Regions from separate parts of the Mus musculus genome. Here all the other regions are linked to region 3. Evidence: chromatin contacts called from public Hi-C and promoter capture Hi-C data. All regions are on one chromosome and are shown on one strand. Each heading gives the region's core, a stretch centred on a gene start, on an enhancer-like site or on the middle of the called end of the contact. The rest is flanking DNA. Distances are from core to core; before and after follow the strand shown.

Region 1 (2,700 bases), core at 95-2,594, 6.4 Mb after region 3:
CACACACACGCACACACACACACGGACGCACACACATACACAACACACACACCCCTTCTCCGTCTCGCCCTGCGGGGGAACCCCTCCCCCTTTAACCATTTGGCAGTAGCCGAAGAAGGGCTGAGTGAGACACCGGGCGGCCCGGAACTTTCCCCGGGGCGAGAGGGAAGCACAGACCGTCCCAGTCCCGCGCCACGCCGGGAGCTGGAGGGGGGTGGGGGTGGGGGGAGAGGCATCTCCCGAGTCCACCTCCGCCGTCCTCTCGCCCCCTCCCCCCCATACGTTCCAATGCATCTGCTCGCAGACGGAGGGAGCCCCAGCAGGCAAGGGGCTAAGCAGGCCCAGCACCCCGGTCCAGCCCCGCAACCCTGCTCGTTGCACACTCTCCAGCCCCGGGCAGGACAGTGTGCGGCACCCAACCGGCAGGCACCGGAACAAATGCTCGCTTAAAAATGGCTGATTCCCGTCCGCGGCAGCTGCAGCCAGCCGCCGGAGCTGCAACGGGGGCTGACGGACGGGCGGTCCTCGGAAGTCCTCGTCAGCCGCAGCCGGGACAGGGAGGGCCGCGAGTGTGCTGTGCCGTCCCCCCACCCAGACACACACACACACACACACAACCGCTTCCCGGCCCCACACACCAGATCGCTCGGTGCACTCGGCGCACACTGTCACCCGAAAGAAGGGAAAGTACCTTGGTATTTGTTGTCCAGCTCCCGCAGCACCGACACGTTCCTCTGCATGTCGTGGGGCAGCGACTCCACACACTCCAGGTAGTCCTGCACGTAGCAGGAGAGCAGCCGGCTCCGCTCTCCGGTCAGGAGCGCGGCCGACGAGTACAGCTGCTGCTGCTGCTGCTGCCCTAACATCCTGCCGCCGCCACCACCACCACCGCCGCCGCCGCCGCTGCTGCTGCTCCTCGCCGCCGCCGCCGCCGCCGCCTCCGCATCCAGCAGCCACACATGCAACAGCCACGACCGCCGCTCCTCCGCTCGGCAGCCCGGCGCCGCGGGGACACGGCCGCCGCTCGAGAGGGCACCGCCGAGTCCCCCGATCTCCACTCCCCCAAGAAGAAGCCCTTACTCCCCGCCCCCGCGGTAACAAGCCCAGGGGCGGGGCGAGACCGGGGCTCCCTCCGGCCCCCTCCCTCTCTAGGAGAGCGAGCAGCGGGGTTCCCCGCGGCCGATGGCGCCGGGGCTCCCAGGCAGCGACGCTGGCTGTCCCCCCCGGGGACTCCCCAGACACTACCGGGGCTGCCCGGTCGCCCGGATCCCCGTGACAAGCCCCTCGCTACCCTCTCGCCTCTCTATCAGCCTCCGTGCCTGTCGGAGTCTCACAGGACTAGTCCCCGCCCCTTGGCCAGCGACCGCATCTGCGCCTGCGCAGCACTCACTCCTAATAAGGCTGGGGCCCCGCCCCTATCGTCCTACCGAAGAGTTCGCATTCTCCCGCCTTCCCTGCGCCACCCGGGCGATTGGTCTGTCAGCTCTCGCCTGGGGGCGGGGGGAGGGTGCGGAGGCCGGCCAAACGGCAGGCCGCGCCCCGCCCCCTCTTAAAGGGACCGCATGGCTGAGCCTGCCCCCTTCGACCGAAGTCCTGACGGTTGCCCCCGAGAGGCCGGGCGACCGCTCTCTTCGTTTCTGTTCCCCTACAGGGATAGGAAGCGCCGGCTCGGCTCGCTCGGCCCCGAGTTACCGACCTTGCCTCCATCTGGCGGATCCAGCGCCTCCCTCGCGAGCCTCCAAGACAGCAGCGAGCGGCCCCTGGGCGCCGCTGGCCGAGTGAGGCCTGAGGGGGAACTAAGGCGACCCAGGGTGCAGCGGGCGCGGCTCCGGGCATGCGCGGCGACTTCCCGCCGAGCGCCCCGCGGCCACGGTCCCGGAGCACCGGGGCGGACCGCGGAGGTAGGCGGTGCGCCCTCTGCCCTTTTAAATGCGGACTCCCCGCCTTGCGTGCGGCCCCTCCACCCCCCAGCGCCGGGGTGGCTCTCAGGGTCTGCTCCCCCTCCTCGCGCTTAAGAGTTTGGTTTAGGGAGGTGGCAAGGCTGCACGCCGCCCCGGTCCCCAGTCCCAAACCATCTTAAGGAAACTGTTGTCAGATGTCGAATCGCCTAGGCATCACCCGCCAGCGAGGACACACAGTCCTCACTGTCTTTTCACTCGGCTTCACCACTAGCCAGCAGGGGATCAGTGCAGATGGGATTAGAAATCGGATCAACCACCGAGTGCGGTGCTTTCCGTGTGAGGGATTATCCGCCTTACTCCCCCAGTACCATCAGTGAAATGCCGGTAGGAGGAGCTCACTGTAATTACGGATAGACTTCCGGAATGTATATAAATATGTGAGCTGTTTTGGTTTTGGTTCTCCCCCCCCCCCCCAACCGAAATAGGTATAAGAAAGAGTAGTCGCTTAATTCAGATGAGATGCCCAATGGGAGCGGCGTCTTTGAATGAGAAGAGAGAAAACGCCAGAGTGCTAAGTTTGGGTGCTCTTGCCCGGTTTGCAGCGCTATACCTGTTGCCCGGCCTGTTCAGCACACTTTCATACAGTGGGGTATATTAAGCAGCTGTTGGGATGCCAAGGGAAACCTAGGTCCTGGTCTAGATGAAAATTTGGATTTCGACAAAACACAACGCGGAATTCGGCGTCCTGAGGACAAGGGCTATATTGGAAGGCCTGGGAACTAATGTGTTAATGTACTTT
Region 2 (2,700 bases), core at 169-2,668, 7.6 Mb before region 3:
CTATTGTGGCTGTCCTGGAACTCCCTATGTAGACCAGGCTAACCTGGCACTCAGAGCTCTGTCTGCAGAAATTGAGGGCATGAGCCACCACAGCCAATTGTAAATACAGTTTCTCAACAAAACAGCCTCACAAACTGCCTCCCAGGGTTTCTTTTCTTTTTCAAGACTTATTTACTTATTATAAGTACATTGTAGCTGACTTCAGACACACCATAAGAGGGCATCAGATCTCATTACAGATGACTGTGAGCCACCATGCACGTGGTTGCTGGGATTTGAACTCAGGACCTTCAGAAGAGCAGTCAGTGCTCTTAACCGCTGAGCCATCTCTCCAGCCCAAGAGTTTCTAATAGTACGATGTGCTTTATGCTAACTTCGCATTTAAGTTTTAGTTGTTCTCTATTCTCTTCAGTTTTTATCCTGAGCCTCAATATTGGACGCTGACGCTGAAATCATGTAATAAGTCAAAGTAACGCTGGTGTTGGCCAGACAACGGGAACGTCAGCGGTTGTGAGATTGACTGACACAATGGAGCGGGGAATGGAACTCTGCCCCTCTGGAAGAGCAGCCGGGGCTCTTAACTGCTCTCCAGCCGCTGAATGTTTTAAAGAAGCAGGATGGTTGTGTAAGTTTAATTGAATACTGGTTATTGCCTCACAACGGCACGTTTCTTATGACTTAGCAGTATTTAATCTTGATCTTTAGGACAAGGCGGTGCCGGCAGAAAAGTTGGTTTCCCTTTTGTGATCAAGTAGGAGTTTGTGTGCCTGTGTGTGTGGGGGTGGTGGTGGGGTGCTTTCTTCGTGTGTTTATCTGTATCTATCTATCTTTACACAACTCTATATCCCCATCAAACTTTAACTCGGTGATCTTAGCAATCATTAATGGTTCCCAAGAAAGCCGCTTGGTCACTGTGACCTTGTAAATGTTCTCAAGTTATTATTCTGTCTACATTTATTACAGGGTACTCTACCAGAAGGAAAAATCTGCCTTCTTCCTTGATGATCTTGAACCCACGTTCCTTCTATCTCCCAAGTCATATTACTTTTTATTTATTTTTTATTTTTTTATTTTTTATTTTTTGGTGTTTTCGAGACAGGGTTTCTCTGTGTAGCCCTGGCTGTCCTGGAACTCACTCTGTAGACCAGCCTGGCCTCAAACTCAGAAATCTGCCTGCCTCTGCCTCCTGAGTGCTGGGATTAAAGGCGTGCGCCACCACTGCCTGGCTACTTCTTAAACAGAAAATAAAACAAGACAAAACAAAACAAAAAAGCCTCAACAGACTGTATAGCATTCTGATTCGTAATATCCAGCTTGGAGTGTGGGGCTTAGGGGCCCTGTGTTCCTCATTTCTTAGCCGTGGGGCTCCCAGCCTGGTGCTTATATGAACTACACATTGTTCTCGGGGATCTTGGCCGGTTTAGTTGGCAGCTCCATCTCAGTCCGTTCTTTAAGCTTCCTCTATGGATCACAAAAAATCATTTCGGCCACTCCACTCATTATTCCAGCCTTTTTTTCTTCTTCATTTTACGAGTACCAAGTGCCCTGAAAGCGGAAAGTAGGTTAAGGCCTGCAGGAATCCGAGAAGCTGGGGGTGGGGAAACAAAACCTGCACGTTCTCGCCCTCGGTCCACGCGCTGCGGGGCGGGGACAGGGGCCCTCGGGCGCGGTGCTTAGTCACGGCGACGCTGCACCCCGCTCCCGGCGCGCACTTCCGCGCATGGCGCTGCTGCCCCGGGCGCTGGGCGTGGGCGCGGCCCCGAGCCTGCGGCGGGCAGCGCGCGCGCTCACCTGCGCCATGGCGAGTCCCGGCGAGCCGCAGCCCCCGGCCCCGGACACCTCTTCCTTCGACTACCTGGTGATCGGCGGCGGCTCCGGCGGGCTGGCCAGCGCGCGGCGGGCGGCGGAGCTCGGCGCCAGGGCCGCGGTGGTGGAGAGTCACAAGCTGGGTGGCACTTGCGTGAGTACCGGGGCCCTCGGGCCGCGCCGGCTGCGCGCTTTCTCCCGGCCTCTGAGCGCGGCGCCCGGGGTGCTTCCCCACTCCCAGGCCCGGGATCCCAAGAAGTGGCGGGAAAAAGGGTAACGCCGCCGATCCCGCCACTCTGCACAGGTGCAATGCTGAAGCCAAAAAAACTCCAGCCAAGCTTAGCTGCCCAGCGTGCAACTCCATGCGGGGGAGTATGGCATCCGGCGCTGGAGCTGGGAAACACGAAACTCTCTGGGAAACTGCTAGTGGCGTGGGCGAGGGGAGCAGTGGAGGGTTCTGGCGTGGAGGAGTGTGTGTGTGCGTGCGTGGGTCGGGTCTGATCTATTTCAAGGGCAAAGTGCTAGGTAACAGTAGTTCTTAACTTTGGCTGCGCAAAGGAACCCCCTGGAGAGTTGAAGTTCTGCTGTTTCCCGCTCCCTGTTCTGCTGTTTCCAAGGCTCCCGACCGTACGTGGAGATGCGGCGCGGGGGTTAGCAAGCTCAGAAACACGCAGTTGATCCCAACTGCAGCCAAGCCTGAGAACTACAAGCTGCCTCCAAAGAGAAACCTTAAGGGGTTTCTCAGAGCTTTGTGATACCGTTTGTGGATTGTTTGGGGACAGGTTTACAAATTAAAAAGGAAGGAAGGAAGAAAGAAGGAAAGAGAGAAAGGTGGTAAATCTTACGATTGAAAGTCTCGTTCCCACGTTAGTGTGGCTCTTCCTATCACAAGAT
Region 3 (2,700 bases), core at 186-2,685:
AAATAGAGGCCTAAAGATTATAGGTCAGTAGTAGAGTACTTGCCTAGCATGTCATGTCGAAAAGCCCTAGGTTCAATATCCACTACCCGGCTGGGTGTGTAGCTCAGTTGACAGAATGTTTGCCTAGCATGCATGAAACCCTGGGTTTGATTTCCAGCAGTGTACTGATTCATTTCCTTAAGGTATCGTATGTTTTTATGTATACAAGCTACATTGAGGTGGAATGCTACACTTCAGCATTCCACAAGCAGAAGGATCTGAAGTCAGAGATTTGAGGCCAGCCTGAGATACAAGAGACGTTGCCTCAGAAACAGGATAAAAACGAATACAGAAGGCTATGGACACAGTAGTAAATTGCCCTGGGCAGGAAGAGTTTAGTTGATAGGAACCGTGGTGCTCTGAGAGAGTTGTAGTATTTTGTTTTGTAAACAATTTGTTGGTAATTGTGTGGAGCAATTTATTGTGGAAAAACAGAAACCTATTCTTTCTCAATTACATTATTTTACATTTAAAAAAATCCTATTTTAGACATTTAGAAGCTGTCTAAAAACAGAATGTGTATGCATGCAACTAAAATCGACAGGTAGTCTTAACTTCGGAGCCTGGCATATTGAAAGCCTTGCAACTTAAAAAAAAAAAGTTTTGTTTTGTGCTGTTTTTATGACACTATTTATCCATTTATTAACCTTAACACAGCCGTTAGCAAGAATATAAATTAAACAGGATTTCAAAGACTATCCGTTCAGCGAAAATTTCACAAGATTAAACTCTGTTTACAACTACTTCTTTCTACCAACAAAGTAGCGGGACAGCGTTCCAAGTGGCAATGACCACTGACAATCTTATTTATGATTCTTCCACCGACTAAGCACACATGACATACTGATTTAATATCCTTGCTAAAATTAGGGGTTAGATTGTAAAGGCTCATCAGTATCCTTCGTGATAGGAAAGTGGGTAGGAATGCACTACAAGGGTTCCCAGTCTTCCGGTCTCCATCTGGAAGCTCATGCCTCCACAGAAAATTAGAAAGCGCCCGGAGACTTGCAGTGAGCTAAAGCACTTATAAACCCCACAGGCCTCAAGCCTTAAAAAACACAGCGGAGCCATCTGGCAGGCGCACAGCACACTGGGATTTGTAGTTCCGTTTCTTTTGGCTACCCAGTTGAGTGGGCATTCTGGGATGTGTAGTTCCCAGGTTGTTCGTCTGCACAAATCTTTTCCTGACTAGAGGGGCGGTACGTGACTCCACGGAAGGCCCGAGCGTCACGTGACTCAGGTCACCGCACGCCCGGAGTTCGCACTGCGGCTCCAGCCCCGGCGAGTTCTCGCCCCCGCGCAGCCGTTGCCGAGGAGACCGCGCTCGTCTCGCGGAGCGTTGCGCCCCCCCCCCCCTCTGCAGTTCCCCCGCCCCCCACTCTTCTCCCACCACAATGAGGTCCTAAGATGGCGGTGGCTGCGGCGGTTGGCGCCTAGTTAGCTAATGTAGAGAAGGCGGCCATTGGGGCTTTGGGCAGTCGAGGGGGATTTGTGGGCCTCCCTTCCGCGGTCTTGGAGGAAGAACCGCTGCCGGCGGCGGCTCCTGGAGGGGCGGCCGACCGCCACTCGGCCCTTGGCAGGAGGGGCGGCTTCGTTTCCAGGTAACGCGGCCCTGGGCCACCGCGGGCCGGAGCACAGGGTGGTTCGAGGCGGGCGCGGCGCTGGAAGCGGCCTGGGGCCACGCCTGCCCGTTTTAACTCTGAGGTCCCATGGCTGCGCGATCCTTCCCCACCCCCAGGCTGTCATCGGCTCCTCTCGGCGCCGACTGACACGCTAGCTCTGGCGAGCGTCTGGGACGACGCTGGCTGGCGCCTCCACGATCTTGGGGCGTCCCATGTGAGGACCGCTCGCCCGGTGCTGGAGATTTCACCCCCCTCCAGGGTGGAGGGGAAGGTTGCCTTGTAGTTCGGGGTGATGAGTTCCGAAAGAAACTGGCCTTGGCGGCCCGAGGCCCCGGGGACCGCCATCCCTCCCAGCCCACCCGCCGAATTCCATCCTGGGAGGGGTCCCGGGCGGCCCGGATCCTCCTGGGTGCAGAGAGTCTGTGGCCCGGGAGTTTTCTGCGGTCCCTTTTATTCTTGGAGCAGGAAGGCCCCTGGAGGCGTTCCTGACTCCTGCTAGTAGGTTCTTTTCGCTAAGAAAATGTTAATTTAATAATCCTTCTCCGCGCTCCTCCCACTGCCCCTTCTTCACCCCTTCGGGAAGATCCAGTTTCTTTACATCTAGAATGGGTGGTGGGGGGGCGAGGGGGAGACTGGGGATGGGTGGGTGGGAGGGAAGCGAGATGTCCAGTGGGATTCTGGCAGCCTGGCTTGCTTTGCAGAGACTGCTGTTAAGGATTAGGTGTTCGGCCCCCCTGTGGGGGCGTCTGCGTGAACCAACTTTTCCTCTCGCGCTAGCCTGGTCCAAACCCAAAACAAAACACAAAACGTTTTTTTCCTCCCCTTTCTTTCATGGCGGTATTAGGATTGGTGTGGGAACTACGGGTGACAGATCGTGCTTTGGCGCTTAGAAGAAGCGGGCTTTCTGGGTGCCCCTACCGCCTCCTACCCCCGCCCCATAACCGCTTTCCAGACCCCGCCTTCGGTGTTCTCTGGTTACTAGAGCCGGTGTTCAAGAGCTTTTTGTGCACCTGCTTCTGCCTTTTCCCTATCACCTTCC
Region 4 (2,700 bases), core at 191-2,690, 7.9 Mb before region 3:
ATTGGGAATTGTACCTCCCAACACCCACTGGCCCTCACCCGTCTTTCTTTCATTTTCACTTTGTCAATACTGCACTTGGCATTTTGTGTATCTCTTTCCGCTAAATTGTGAGCTCAAAAATGGGTAAATTTTCTGTTTCATTCATTTTGTTATCTCAGCAGCGCTCAACAATTATATGCTGAATTAGCAGAGCTGGGATGCCATTCAATTGAAGAGCGCTGTATCAAGCAGGTGAGTGGTCCCAGTCTGGGGTTCCATCCTCAAAGCAAGAGGAGACACAGGGGACAACTAGTATACAACGACATCGAGTACCAAACTGCCCTATACGCCGCAGGCTTTGCATACAATCTCTAATAAAAGATCAAGAGGGCATGACAGGGTAGGCCGTACTCTCTTGAGTTCGAGGACAGCCTGGGCTAAAAGTGTGAGGGGCTACAGAAGAGAAGCCGGGTCTCAATAAAACCAAAGGGAAAAATAAGGCTGAAATTTGTTATTTGGGGACTCTGGATTAGCATCCTAAAGAGTTTTTTGCTCTCCAGGTTTTTACATATCAGGTCTATGGGAGAACGAGTCATATTCAACAAGACCAAATGCTCATTAGTACAATGACTTAACCTTAAGAGGTCCAAAACAATTTGCTCAGTAGTGGAAAGTCGGTTGCCTCCCCGGACTCAGTTACCTCTGCCTCCGAAGCGCTATAAACAGCAGCTGGGGCGGAAGAGGCGGGAAAGCCCACTGACGGGACCAGAGGAGGCCTGTGGCTCCGAGGCCCCTTTCCAGGGGATCTGAAGGAGAAAGGAGGCAAGGCTCCCTTTCCAAGAATCTCCCCAACACAACCCCAAGAGAAAGCCTCGTGGGAGAGAGAAACAAGCGTCCGAGATGCGTAGATATAGCCCAGGGTACGCAAAGGGGAGAGGCAAAAGCGGGGAAGGCACGTTACCCTGAGAAGAGCCAGATCTAAGGGTCTTCTCCTCCAGCAGGATGATTTATGGAGGACTGAGAACCAAAGCCCAGGACCCAGGCATCGAGAGAGGCCTCACATTTACTAACTTTATACCAACGGGCGCCTCGGTGCACTTCTGGTCTGGCGACTGCCCTTCCCTGCACTCCGCCCGCGGCCCCGCCCAACCTCTCCCAGCCGCGCCGCCCTCCCACCCACCGCAGCCACCCCGCGCAGCACGCATGCTCAGAGCTGACGGCCGCTGGGCACGCTGGGAAATGTAGTCTCAACGCAGGTGCGGGTGAGTCGCGGGAAATCACAACCCTCCCGCCACCTCTCCTGCCGGCTCTCTCGCACGCCGGGTCCCCGCGCGCTGTCTGCCGTCAGGGCGCGCCCGGAGGCAGAGCCCGAGTCCCCCGTCTTTCCGCTAGCGCGGCTGGGGAGGCGGGGTCCCAAGCCCGGCCCCTCAGGCAGCTCCCCGCCTCCCTCCCGCCCTCCCCGCGGCGTCGGGCCGGTGCCCGAATCCAGGCAGCGGCCGCAGGAGGCGCGGCGGCGGCGGTGGGCGCCGCAGGCGATGCCCCTGCCCCGCTGCTCCGGCGGGGGGCAGAGCGCGCGGCGGCGGCGGCGGCGGCGGGGAAGGAGGCGGGGGGCGGCGGCGGAGGGGCCGAGAGCTGGCGGCGGCGGCGGCGGTGGTCGTGAAGGGCATCGGTGACGGAGATGATGTGAGTGTCGGCTGGCTGGGACCCCCGGGGCTGCCGAGCCGGAGCTGGGCGGCTGGCAGCGTACGGGAATCGGAGCGGGAGGCCTGGGGCGGCAGAGGGGATGCTGTGTGCGCGGTGCGGAGCCGGCCGAGGCCGGAGCGCGAGAGCCGGGCCAGAGTAGGGGTTCCGGGCGGCGGCAGCGGGGGCAGTGCGGACCCAGGGGCGTCTGCGATTGTTCTCAACACCCCTCCCCCATCCCACCCCGTGTGTCTGTTTGTCACTTGCAGCTGAAGATGGAAAGAGCCAGGCGAAGGGGAGGCGGCGGCAGCGGCGGCGGCCGTGGCCGCGGAGGCAAGAATGTAGGGGGCCCTGGCCTAAGCAAGAGTAGACTCTATCCCCAGGCCCAGCATTCTCACTACCCCCACTACTCCGCGTCAGCCACCCCTAATCAGTCTGGGGGCACATCCGAAATCCAGGAGCTAGCCTCCAAACGTGTGGACATCCAGAAAAAGAGGTTTTACCTAGACGTGAAGCAGAGCTCCCGGGGCCGCTTCCTAAAGATAGCCGAAGTCTGGATAGGGAGAGGCCGGCAGGACAATATCAGAAAGAGTAAACTGACCCTCTCCCTGTCGGTAGCAGCAGAGCTGAAGGACTGTCTAGGCGACTTCATCGAGCACTATGCCCATCTGGGCCTGAAAGGCCACAGACAGGAGCATGGCCAGAGCAAAGAGCAAGTCTCCAGGAGGCGGCAGAAGCACTCTGCACCCTCCCCACCGGTGTCAGTGGGGTCAGAAGAGCATCCTCACAGTGTCCTCAAAACGGACTATATAGAGAGGGACAATAGGAAATACTACCTGGACCTAAAGGAAAACCAACGAGGTCGCTTCCTAAGGATTAGACAAACCATGATGCGGGGCACTGGCATGATCGGTTACTTTGGCCACAGTTTGGGCCAGGATCAGACTATTGTCCTCCCAGCACAAGGTATGATTGAATTTCGTGATGCCTTGGTTCAGCTGATTGAAGACTACGGCGAAGGAGACATAGAAGAACGAAGGT

Evidence for each region. Promoter capture Hi-C pulls out the DNA fragments that hold promoters and counts their contacts. Hi-C and Micro-C count contacts between places; a contact is called where the count stands out from the background.
Region 1: a contact with region 3 is called in a promoter capture Hi-C map of pre-B cells. The contact joins the promoter of Ing2 here to the promoter of Pcm1 in region 3. A contact is called at or near these places in 1 of 39 promoter capture datasets (pre-B cells) and 1 of 484 Hi-C or Micro-C datasets (CD4 T cells).
Region 2: a contact with region 3 is called in a Hi-C map of B cells, with 5 read pairs. The contact joins the promoter of Gsr here to the promoter of Pcm1 in region 3. A contact is called at or near these places in 1 of 39 promoter capture datasets (pre-B cells) and 1 of 484 Hi-C or Micro-C datasets (B cells).
Region 4: a contact with region 3 is called in a promoter capture Hi-C map of pre-B cells. The contact joins the promoter of Purg here to the promoter of Pcm1 in region 3. A contact is called at or near these places in 1 of 39 promoter capture datasets (pre-B cells) and 1 of 484 Hi-C or Micro-C datasets (CD4 T cells).

The regions. Positions count from the first base shown.
Region 1 is chr8:47,673,815-47,676,514 of GRCm38.p6, forward strand. It overlaps Ing2 (inhibitor of growth family, member 2), which reads right to left and starts at 1,345. Exons shown (of 2, transcript NM_023503.3): 1 at 692-1,345. The coding sequence starts at 866. AA386476 (expressed sequence AA386476) reads left to right here and starts at 1,577. Exons shown (of 1, transcript NR_166692.1): 1 at 1,577-2,700.
Region 2 is chr8:33,651,820-33,654,519 of GRCm38.p6, forward strand. It overlaps Gsr (glutathione reductase), which reads left to right and starts at 1,419. Exons shown (of 13, transcript NM_010344.4): 1 at 1,419-1,960. The coding sequence starts at 1,721. It overlaps Gm33433 (a long non-coding RNA gene), which reads left to right. Exons shown (of 3, transcript XR_870309.3): 3 at 413-1,057.
Region 3 is chr8:41,238,324-41,241,023 of GRCm38.p6, forward strand. Pcm1 (pericentriolar material 1) reads left to right here and starts at 1,436. Exons shown (of 38, transcript NM_023662.3): 1 at 1,436-1,640.
Region 4 is chr8:33,384,402-33,387,101 of GRCm38.p6, forward strand. It overlaps Purg (purine-rich element binding protein G), which reads left to right and starts at 1,441. Exons shown (of 2, transcript NM_001382855.1): 1 at 1,441-1,662; 2 at 1,929-2,700. The coding sequence starts at 1,935. It overlaps Wrn (Werner syndrome RecQ like helicase), which reads right to left and starts at 1,126. Exons shown (of 34, transcript NM_011721.4): 1 at 941-1,126.